2 separate regions of the Xenopus laevis genome follow, and region 1 is linked to region 2. Evidence: chromatin contacts called from public Hi-C data. All regions are on one chromosome and are shown on one strand. The core of a region is the stretch at or near the end of the contact, and the rest is flanking DNA. Distances in the headings are between cores, read along the strand shown.

Evidence for each region. A called contact is a pair of places that touch in the nucleus more often than the background predicts.
Region 1: a Hi-C map of the XL177 cell line shows a contact between it and region 2, with 2.1 times the contacts expected there. The contact joins the enhancer-like site here to the promoter of sftpb.L in region 2. A contact is called at or near these places in 2 of 4 Hi-C or Micro-C datasets (the XL177 cell line and the XTC cell line).

What each region holds. Positions count from the first base shown.
Region 1 is chr3L:133,573,547-133,579,549 of Xenopus_laevis_v10.1, forward strand. No RefSeq gene overlaps it. Among protein-coding and RNA genes, the nearest start is that of pax8.L, 23 kb to the left of the region's middle. Within about 2 kb of position 4,040, at least 1 of the 7 cell types and tissues checked has an H3K27ac peak or open chromatin away from gene starts, as enhancers often do.
Region 2 is chr3L:133,518,610-133,524,367 of Xenopus_laevis_v10.1, forward strand. sftpb.L (surfactant, pulmonary-associated protein B L homeolog) reads right to left here and starts at 3,566. Exons shown (of 11, transcript NM_001096917.1): 1 at 3,279-3,566; 2 at 1,493-1,620; 3 at 423-494; 4 at 150-275. The coding sequence starts at 3,327.

The DNA.
Region 1 (6,003 bases), core at 2,790-5,289, 55 kb after region 2:
GGAGCATCAGGACTTGGGGTGGAAGAACATTGACACCACACCTGGGGGGGTAGTAAAATAAAAAATGGTACTGGATCTTTTATTCAGGCTTTGGACCTGGGGAATTTTGAACAAGGGTTTTTTTTTCTTAAAATGGGCTTAATTCACAGCTTTCTGGTTATCAGGTTTCATACCTGTACTCAAGACTCATAAATTTGGCACATGAGAAAAAAACCCTATAGAAGCACATTCCTGCCCTCTTTTGAGCAGTCACATTATATGTACAACAACTTTCAGGGTATATGATATTGAGACTCTTATGGAATCCATAGATTGCAAGCAGGGATGTAACTATCATGGGTGTCCGCAGAAGGAGGTAAGATGCGGCAGTTGCCCCACCCTGAACTCTCCAGCTAGTTCTAAGAAATTGTTTGTAAATTGAACACCGACAACACAAAACATTTTTTCTAGTTCCCACCCCAAGGCAAGCCTTGTTTAGGTAACTACTGCATTGTCCTGAATAGGTTCATCTATAGTGGGATGCTACCCTATGTGATATTAGATATTAGTCCCCCCCTAGAAAATTTCCTGCGGAAACCCATGGTAACTATAGAGGAAGCAGACCCTGCGGCTGCAGGGGGCTCAGGAGGTATAGAGGCCCCATGATGCCCTAATTCATATACAATTTCTATAAATATTAGTAAAACTGGTCAACCTCTAGACATTTTGGGGGCTTGAAAAATACTTTATCAGTAATATCTAGTTACTCCACTGATTGCAATCTTTTCAGAACAAAAATCACCTTCCAGTAAAGTCATATATTGTTAGGCAGGTATATTTTCAACATCATCTAACACTATTAAAGGGGGACTCTGGCTTCCAAACCAAATTTTGATGAAGAGGCCCACATAACACTGAAACCCCTAATAGTTACCTGTTTCTTCAAAACGTATGAATAAATGCCACGTTCTATGCTAAAATCCAGCTGTTTAACAGTTCTTCTCTTTCTGCATCATTTGAAATCCTGGCAGGGAAGGAGGGACTAAACACTGATGTTAAAATTGTAACAACTTCTCCACAGGTTACAGACAGCATGCAGGAACTACATAACCCACAATGCATTGCACTATGATGTTCTGTTCCTTATTAAAATCACGTGTGCAGGGGGTATGGAGGATGCAGGCTAAGGACAGATGGCTGTTGATACAAAGTAACAGTAGTCAGCCAGCTCAGCAAAGTAGTCAGAAAGATCAGCAGAAGAGCAGGGGGCTAGGCTTAGGGAACTGATTCAAACCATTAAAAATCATGAAAAGTCTGCATATTTTTTAATTGGTGTATATTGCAAAGTTGCTTGAAATCATGCTTACTTTTCAAAAAGCTTAAGTTATGCGTGGAGTTCCCCTTTAAATTAACACCTGTTTGTGATGTTACTGTTTCTCTCTCTCTCTCTCTCTCTCTCTCTCTATTAAGCACTGCCAAGCCTTGGAGCAGCAGAGTAACTAGATGTAAACCCACAGCAAGATCATTCTTGAGCCCCATGAGTTTTTGAAATAAGACATTAATTGCATTATCAGCCAGTGCTACTACACATGGGCCCTTGCAGCTCCTGGGTCCCCAGCTATCACAAGGTCTGCCTTCTATATATAGTTACACCCCCTGTCATGGAGCATTATAAAATAAATACATTGTTTCAGGGATTGTTCGCAAGGGGTGCATAGAGGAACAACAGCACACAGTGGGTCGTGCAGAGCAGCAGGTAGGAAGTGGAGAGTAGCAGGCAGAGCAGAGCAAGGATGGCAGCAGTAAGATAAGACAGAGACAGGAACACTTTACATCTTTATGTATATTTGTTCCTCCAAACCTGCAACCCATCGCCTGTAGTTGCAGCACAACTCCCAGTACCCACGTAAAAAACTGCAATGGTGTAATGAAAAATGACTGCTCCTGACCTGAAGCTCTTATGGCCACACCAAGCTTTAGTTTGGTAGAAGTGCCTGCAGCTGGAAACATTACCTCTGCTCTGGTGCAGGCAGACAAGGGGGATATCGGCACAAAATCTCACATTTCATTACCAAAATCCACTGTGTCTGTACACCCTAGCAAAGGGAAATACTTCTGGGTGCAAGCTCTTGGACCAGCAGAGGAGCAGAGGAGCAGAGGAGCAGATTCTTGTGTTTCTCTGCATCTGCAGATGCAATTTTTGTATCAACAGGTCGTATATGATGCTTATTTGTGAACTTTTGTAAACTTTTAATCATATGAGTTAAGGCCCTACTGGCCCCTCTATACTGCGCTGCCACAAACAAAGCTGCCCAACTGTCTTTGAGAGAATAGCGGTAAGTTGATATTTATTAGAGGTACGAGCTAACTCCACACTGAGATCCTGATCGAGTCCTGGCGTTTCTGGAAAGGAAGAAGGCACAGTATGAAGGAAAAAACTCTGGGACAGATACACGTACAGGGGCAAAGCAATAAGTTCTGGGTTAGAAATCGAAACCTATGGAGTTAGAGTGCCAGTGCATGAAGGCTGGGGCAAGCAAACAATTCTGGGACAGAAATAGAAGAAACTGCAACTGTATTTTGGGACTGATACAGCCAGAAGTGTGAGGAGAAGGAAATTATGGGATGGAAGAATTGAGAAGGAGTGAGTGCATGCGATCCTGGGTAATGGCAGACAAGATGGAGAGAGGGAAAGTGAGAAAGACTGCAGGGAGCCATGGGAGAGCTGTCGGATGCTGCATTAAGGGGCAGGCTCCTCAGAGAGCTCTGATCATTCATGTGCCAAGAACTCATTAGGGATAAATCAAAGCAGTAACAGCAGGAAACAGCAACATTATACCCACCACTCAATACTGCCCCCCTTTCCAACCACTCGGTTCCCTCCCTGCCTAGAGAACAGGGAATATCACCCCCCACCCTTCCTGATCATGATGGGGGAGTTGGATGCACACAAGCCAGATTGCTGCTACCATGTGCTCCTTACAGGGGGGGAATAGACTATACCATGCCTTTGCACTTTTATTGCCTGTTGGTTATTTGGAAAGGGAGTATCAATACAGACAGCAGACTGTTGGGGGGGGGGGCAGGAATGGGGGTCCAGATTGATCAATGGTTTGGGATATCACATGCCACCTAGGTATATGCCACTGCTAACTAGCTGAAATGAATATAGTGGGGTAAAGATGCGGCTGCCTTCCATTTCTTAGTCTCCAGCATACGTATCTGTGCTTTATAGGGTTCAGATCACCCCCATAGGTCTAGGGGCATTAAATATAAGAAAATTACATCTACGTCAAAAACAAACATCAGTGTAATGTAAATCAGTATTCTGAGTGTCATGGGATGCTGGGAGTTGTAGTTTCACAACAGCCGAATTTACAATAATAAAAGTTTTCACATTGTAAAAGATCTTTTCTGGGCCAAGGGGTAGAAGGTATAAAGCTTTGTCGGGCCCTTTGTCCTGTCCTAAGTACTCCTTCCCCTAGCGCTGGAAGTAACAGTAGAGACTTGAATGGATTACGGATGGAAGGGGCAGGGGAGAGTGCAGTAAGGAGGTCGCTAATTGCAAATAAAAGTTTCTCATGCAGAAAATAAAAAAGCAAATCATACAGATGTGGCAATTTTCAGGATCATTGCTCCCCCAGTGCAATGGGGAGTCGCATGGGAACCAGGCAGTACCAACGCAGAATATGCAGCCCAAACCTTGCATGGCAGTTGCAGCGCAGGGACAGATCAATATAAATCAGGGATGTCCAGAACTACAACTCTCAGCATCCCCTTACAGTATTCATTTTCAGAGAGTTGCAATCTAACAAAGTCGGACGCCTACAGGTTGTATAGTTCTGTTGTATATACTGATAAATAACTCATTATATTATTACTATAATGTCTTTTGTATGGGCCCCTCTGATGCTGGGGCCCAAGGCAAGTTCCAGATCACCATTGTGCAGAGTGGTAAGAGCTAGAGATTTTATCAGATCTCCACAGTATTTCTGGATAGAACCCCCCGCCCTCTGCTCATAGTGCCAGAGGCTCTGTATCCCGCATGGATGCTCAAAAACAAAGACTTTTGCTGCTGTTTGTCTTTGTCTTGCTGAAAGGCACAGCGCTACAGTCTCAAGCTTCCAGGGGTCCCTCCAATTATCTGCACTCACATGTCATGCACAGGCTGAATATTGCATAGAAAATAGCAGCACTGTATTCATGGAATATTATATTTATTCCTATTAATTGTATATTATATGTATTCCTTATTTATATTTTCCTGGAATCTAAAAAGGTGATTCACTTTAAGTTAATGTTTAGTTATTTTTTATCGTTTTTTTAAATGATTTCTTCTGACCCTCTCCAGTTTTCAAATAGGGGTCACTGACCCCATCTAAAAAAAAACAAATGTTCTGTAAAACTACAAATGTATTGTTATTGCTCTTTTTTTTATTACTCATCTTTCTATCCTGACCCTCTCCTATTCATAGTCCTCCTTATTCAAATCAATGCATGGTTGCTTGGAAAACAAAAACGATAAATAAAGAATAAAAGCCATTTGCAAATTGTGTCCCTCTCTACATTGTTCTAAAAGTTCACTCAGTGGTGAACAAGCCCTTTGAGCCTATTATTTATTTATTTTGCTGAGTAACCCCTAATTCATGCTATATTTCCCAAATTCACACTTTCTTCCAATTTGAGTAGTTTGGTTCCCAGAGAAGCAAAGCTGAAGTCTTATGAATACCCATTCCCATAAGTGTCTTTTCCAGGGGAGCTTGCAATCAAATTTCTTTTATCGCCCCCACGCAGAGAAAGACCCCCATGCAAACGAGTGTAGAAAAATCTCCAGCAGAGCCAAACATATGCCACATTAGTGCTGACTGGTGCCATTTTGTAAAGCCTTGGTTGGAGCCTCTTGTCCCAAGACTTTAGGGAACCAGTAATACCCCTCATGGGAATGTTTGGTGGGCAGAGAGAGCTGAATTTTTAAAGTCGCCAAATGCAATGGCACAAATGGGCAATTCTGGCATAAAGGTCTGGAAAAAATGCCCTGCACATCCCCAGGATAAAAACACATTTTTGCACTTATATTGGAGGTTTGTCTTCGAAATGTAGACTGTCATATAGGCCAGCTGTCAGTATACAGACCCTCAGTGTTCTAGCCTGGGAGGGGTGACGTCTAATATCTTAATAGTGAAAAGCTGGGAAGTATGTAGATTGAGAAGGCTGGACAGAATGTAAATAACAGCAGTGGATATATAGAGAGCTAGGCTTGGAAAGGTTAAAGGATATCTAAACCCTAAAAATGAATGTGGCTAAAAATGTCATATTTTATATAGTGAGCTTATTGTACCAGCCTAAAGTGTCAGCTTGTCAATAGCAGCAATGATCCAGGACTTCAAACTTGTCACAGGGGGTCACCATCTTGGAAAGTGTCTGTGACACTCACATGCTCAGTGGGCTCTGAGCAGCTGTTGAGAAGCTAAACTTAGGGGTCGTCACTAATTATCCAGCAGAAAATGAGGTTGGTCTGTAATATAAGCTGATGCTACAGGGCTGATTATTAAATTCTGATGTTAATTGCACTGGTTTCTGTGCTGCCATGTAGTAATTATCTGTATTAATTACTAATCAGCCTTATATTGTGACATTTCTATTCTATGTGTACTGTATATTGTGAGTGGGTCCCTAAGCTCAGTAAGTGACAGCAGCACAGAGCATGTGCAGAAAAAAAGATAGGGGGCTACTGGGGCATCTTTGGGGCACAGACCTTCAATGACTGTGGATGCCTTAGCCTGGTACAAAACATAATGTACAACAATTCTAGCCTACTTCTTTAGTTAAGCTTTAGTTCTCCTTTAAGTGCTTTCAGTGCTTCGGTTCCCTTGCCAATAGGCTCTGCCTTTTTAATTGCTTAAGAGTCAATAACAAACTCTTTGGGATACTAGAACCACTTCCATTCATGGTGAGTACAGATTCCCTATTACTACTGTCACTTCTCTTTAGCCACAGGTACCTGAAAAAAAAACTGCCACTGCA
Region 2 (5,758 bases), core at 2,316-4,815:
TTAAGAAGAATTCCTGGAAGTCAGCTTGTCCGTGGGTGTGTGAGATCTGCCCTTTCAGAGGCCCACCTGATATACTGTACCTACCCCTTCTGCTACTAATCTGGGCCAAGTCCATGGAGAAGGAGAATGACCGGGAAGCTTCTACTTACCACTTGTTTTTCCAATACAGTGACCATCATAGACTCATACTGATCCACCAGCAAGTTGCACTGAGCAATGAGAGGCACCACAGGGAGATGGGAACACTGCTTGTGCAGGAATTTCTTTATGGTGTCCTGCAGAGACAGTGTTGGGTCAGAAGATGGAATTCTATACACAAACACACACACACACACATGTACACATGCATGCACACAGACACACACACACAATCAATTTATGAGTGTTGTGTGTCTTTCCCAGCCATTAGAATCACCAATTACCTGGATGGGTGATGCCTTCACCATGTCCAGCAAGATGTTCACAATCTGCTTACACTGCACGCACAGCACATCCTATGGGATTTGGGAGAGACAGCTTGGGATAAACAAAAGCAGCAGAACCAGTGAACAAACAATTCCAGTTATTACAAAGGGCAATGTTACACTTTTTGCGTAAGTGTTGCTTGCCCATAGCAATTCTTTTCCAGCATATGTTACCCGGTTACTCATGAGATCCTGCAGAATGAAATCTAGAAAAGGCGCAGGAGTCACAGTCCATGGGATACGGGTGCCAGGAGGAGCAGATAATCCCAGGATCACTCCAAATCCTATTGACTGTATTTGATCCAAATTGCTTCTCCCCAGCCCATACTGAATAAGCCCCTGGCATGTGAAATATGAGCGTGATTTCTAACTGCAGTCATTTATGACCCTCCTTAAATTTTAGGAGAAAAACTTTCTTCATAAACATGTATTTAACGGCTTAAAGGGGGTCAACCTTTAAGTTAACTTTTATTATGACATAGAGAGGGATAGTCTGAAACAATATGCAACTGGTCTTCTTTTTTTATTATTTGTGGTTTTTGAGTTATTTTGTTTTTTATTCAGCGGCTCTCTAATTTGAGAGACCGGTTGCTACGGTCCAAATTGCTCAAGCAACCATGCATTGATACGAATAAGAGACTGGAATATGTATAGGAGAGGCCTGAATAGAAAGGTGAGTAACAAAAACTAGTAATAACAATACATTTGTAGCCTTACAGAGCATTTGTTTTTAGATGGGGTCAGTGACCCCCATTTGAAAGCTGGGAAGAGTCAGAAGAAGAAGGCAAATAATTAAAAAATGATAAATAAATAATGAAGACTTAATTAAAAGTTGCTTGTAATTGGCTGCTCTATGAAATACTAAAAGTTTACTTAAAGGTGAACCACCCCTTTGACAGTTAGTGCCCCACTGGAAACCCAGCAGTTGCAGGTTCTGCTTCCTTTATAGAAACAGTCTTGCTTTAAAGGCCAGTAACCTGCATTGAGTGCTATCAGAGGATCATGAGGACAGTTGCCAGTGCACTTACTATTCCTAACCAGGCAGTTTGCTTGCAGTGATCCACGGCTCCACATTGAGCTGCTGTCATCAGGTCCTGACACCAGAACTCCGGGCCCAGGGCGCAGTCGTCCTTTACTGGGATCTTCCCAGACAGAACTGGAGAGGAAACAAAGACTCACATTACACAACTTGCCAGAATATCAATTTATATCCAGTAATAGATGCTTCCAGATTGATGAAAAGTAAGTTTAGATAACTTAGGGTCAGACTGGCCATGGTACCAGATGATTTCATGATGGGCCCCAGACATTTCACATCACCCCTTCTCTAGGTCTGTATGACTCCGATTACACCTACTGATTACATCTAATTGTTGAGCACTTAAAGTGATACTGACACTAAAAAATGAATTTTAGCATATGAATGTACATTAAATGTTACCTATAGGTCATGTTGATCATTTTTTGCTGAAAGGTTTGTTTTTGTACATAATTGTTAGTTGAAGTTCCTAAGCCTGACTCTCTGACACTCTGACTTTGCCAACCTGACTGTCCCATCTCAGCCTGTTAGTTACAGTTTCTAATGCTAACGGACTCCTGCTGCACAAATATGGCAGCCCCCCTCATACAGGAACATGGGGGATCAGACAGGTAATGTAAAAGCATCATGCAAATACTTTATGGCAAAGTTAGAAGTAGCTTGCAAAGCCAATATTATAATAGATGTAAAAAAAATTAATTTCAGGTGTCAGTATCTCTTTAACAGAGGTTAAAGGAACAGTAACACCAAACAAAGTGTTTTAAAGGAATGACAATACAATGTACTGTTGCCCTGCACTGGTACAACAGGTGGTGTTTTCTTTAGAAAAACTACTATAGTTTTAAATAAACAAGCTGTTGTGTAGCCATGGGGGCAGCACAGGTTACATAGCAGATACCAGATACCAGGTCCGGACTGAGAATTAAAATAGGCCCTGCCATTTCAGGTACACAGAGGCCCAATCAGCCCACATAGAGGCCCAAACAGCCCCACCAGCCCACTAAATATTGACTTTCTATGGCACCTTATAGCAGCCCCTCTGGCATTTGCCAGAACCCACAGATTGCCAGTCCGGGCCTGCCAGATACAATCTGTAGAATCCAACTGTATTCTATAACAGGGCTTATCTGTTATCTGCTAAGTAACCTGTGCCTTTTCTCCTTTATATCCTGAATGGCTGCCCCCATGGCTACACAGTAGCCTATTTACATAAACTAGAGCAGTCTTTCTAAAACAATAAACATAACTTTTACCAGTGCAAAGCAACAGTACATTATATTCTAATTACTTTTTTACCTTTACTTTACTGTTCCTTTAAGAACTAAAAGGTAGTGTTTGCCCCAGTAAGATTAAGTACCCTATTTAACAGCATCTAAAATGGGGACTCTGGTCAAAAATCAAATAGAAAGAAAGCACTACTACAAAGAGCAATTAAGATCTATGATGAACTAAGACTAAATCAGATTCTGTGCAAGGGTGCACAACCGATATTGCTTAATTGTGATTCTCAACCATTGGTTTTGGGTAGAATTTTGGGAATTGTAGTTCAATAACAGACTGAGGGCCAAAGGTTTCCAAACTCTGCTGTAGAGAAGCAGATCCAGCGTAGGCAAACTAGTAACAGACCTTTGCCATAGGACGTCTATCTAACCCATGGTCATGAAATTAAGTTTATACTTTTACCTGTCTGGGTATGCTGGGGGATATCAGTCTCAAACAAAAGCTGGAGGAGCACTGGGTGGACAATATACAAATCTGTACTGATGGATCCTTACCTGCAGCTGCACACAGGGTAAGTAGCCAGATCAGGCGTGTCCCTTCCATCTCTGTAGTGTAGTGAGTAGGATCTCTGAGGTGTTGGCTCTATATATTTGGGGTGGGGGTTAATGATGTAGAAAGGCTTTCCCAGAAGTGTCCCAATGCTTACACTGGGCTGAGTCAACGCTTATGAGTGTAATGCTTACACACCTGAAGTGCACACACTACAATGTGTCTGCTGCTGCATAGTCAATACCTGCCAAAGAGTCCAATCAGATAGCTCCCTCATTACCCTTAGACTTCCTCTATCCCCTGCTAATACCTGCTAATACCATGCACAGGACACTTTCCCTTACTGTGTCATTCTGCTGCCTCCCCCACCAGGTACATATCCAATTTCTTCTGAAATTATTATCTCAAGAGCCCACTTTAATATTAGGCAAGAGGCCACTCAGGTTTATGGAGTGTTCTGCAAATACTTCTCATCTGCACACTATGTATATTGCACAAATAGCCAGTCTAAACCCTCCACACTGGAAATAACAGCAACATATCAGCTCTTTATGTAGTCTGTGTCTGAGCTGCTAACAATCTGATTCAACCATACAATGCATTCCATTGTACCAAGCCCTTTGGGCAAAATTCATCTATTTTTGTCATGGTTCTTATCATGTTTCTGTAAAATGGCCTCTCTTGACTAGTTGTTGCCATAATTTCGAGTGCCCCTTTGTCATGGTCATGGTTTCCAGTATCCTCTCCTTAAGGTTATGATTCCCAAAATCCTGTCCTCAAGTTCACAATTCTAAGCATCATCTTCTCAAGATCTCGATTTCAGGTTTCCAGTACTCGAGGCCATAATTTACAAAATTCTATCCTCAAGACCATGATTCCATGTGTCCTATATGCAATACCATGGTTTTCCGTATCCTCAACTGAAGTAGACCATGATTCTCAGCATCCTGTATACAAGGTTATGGTTCCCTGCATTCTGTGATCAAGGCCATGGTTTCCACTTTCCAGTATCCTCAACTCAAGGAGGCCACGATTCTTAGCACTCTGTATATGAGTTTATAGTTCCTTGAGTCCTGTGATCAAGGCTATTGCTTCAGCATCCGCAACTCAAGGTCACGATTCATAACATTCAGTTCTCAAGGTCATGATCTCCAGTATCCTTTCATCAAAGCCGTGATTCCAGAGGTCCTGTGCTCAAGACCACAATTCCTAGCATCCCTATTTCAATGTCATGGTTCCCTGAAACCTGATCTCAAGCCCATGGAATCCAGTGCCTGTGTGTGACATACTCTGCCTGTGTGTGCCCTTCTCTGCCTGTGTGTGTGCCTTTCTCTGCCTGTGTGTGTGCCCTTCTCTACCTGTGTGTGTGCCTTTCTCTGCCTGTGTGTGTTCCCTTCTCTGCCTGTGTGTGTGCCCTTCTCTGCCTGTGTGTGTGCCTTTCTCTGCCTGTGTGTGTTCCTTTCTCTGCCTGTGTGTGTGCCCTTCTCTGCCTGTGTGTGTGCCCTTCTCTGCCTGTGTGTGCGCCTTTCTCTGCCTGTGTGTGTGCCCTTCTCTGTCTGTGTGTGTGCCCTTCTCTGCCTGTGTGTGTGCCCTTCTCTGCTTGTGTGTGTGCCTTTCTCTGCCTGTGTGTGTGCCCTTCTCTGTCTGTGTGTGTGCCTTTCTCTGCCTGTGTGTGTGCCTTTCTCTGCCTGTGTGTGTGCCCTTCTCTGTCTGTGTGTGTGCCCTTCTCTGCCTGTGTGTGTGCCTTTCTCTGCCTGTGTGTGTGCCTTTCTCTGCCTGTGTGTGTGCCCTTCTCTGTCTGTGTGTGTGCCCTTCTCTGCCTGTGTGTGTGCCTTTCTCTGCCTGTGTGTGCGCCCTTCTCTGCCTGTGTGTGTGCCTTTCTCTGCCTGTGTGTGACATACTCTGCCTGTGGAACATAAGCCTGGTACTGGGGATACTGTGTTATCCACAGGGAATGAGGAGGTATATGGATTTAAGGGTATGTCTTAATATGACAACTTTTTTCACATATGAATGATAAGTGATATCCCTGCAGTGAGCACCAACCATTTGGTTTTTTGGCGTGCTACCACATATTAATGCGGATATGGTCTTGTGGTAACATGGGTGTGGTTTAAAGTGGGTGTGGTTTAAAAACAGGGAGTGGTCAACACTGGCTTCTATTATAGGCCCTCCACCATGTAGGCCAGAAAAATGTTGGTTTTCGATAACACAGAAATTAGACAGCACTGCTTTAAGGGATATTTCCCCTATTGCTTAGGAAGTTCTGGTTCTCTCACCTATGTCTTGTGGGAGGGAGGTTTCCCCCATTGTCCCTTGGATCTTGTGACCTGTCCATAGGTTAGCACATGGGTCTTTCTATGTTTCTAGACTGCACTCTAGCAGGAGTTGGATCTGCCAGAGGATCTGAGGTGGAGTACAGGAGTCAAAGACCAAGCCCCAAAGTAACCAACACCTAGTAAAAGTACAGGAGTACATAGGTTGG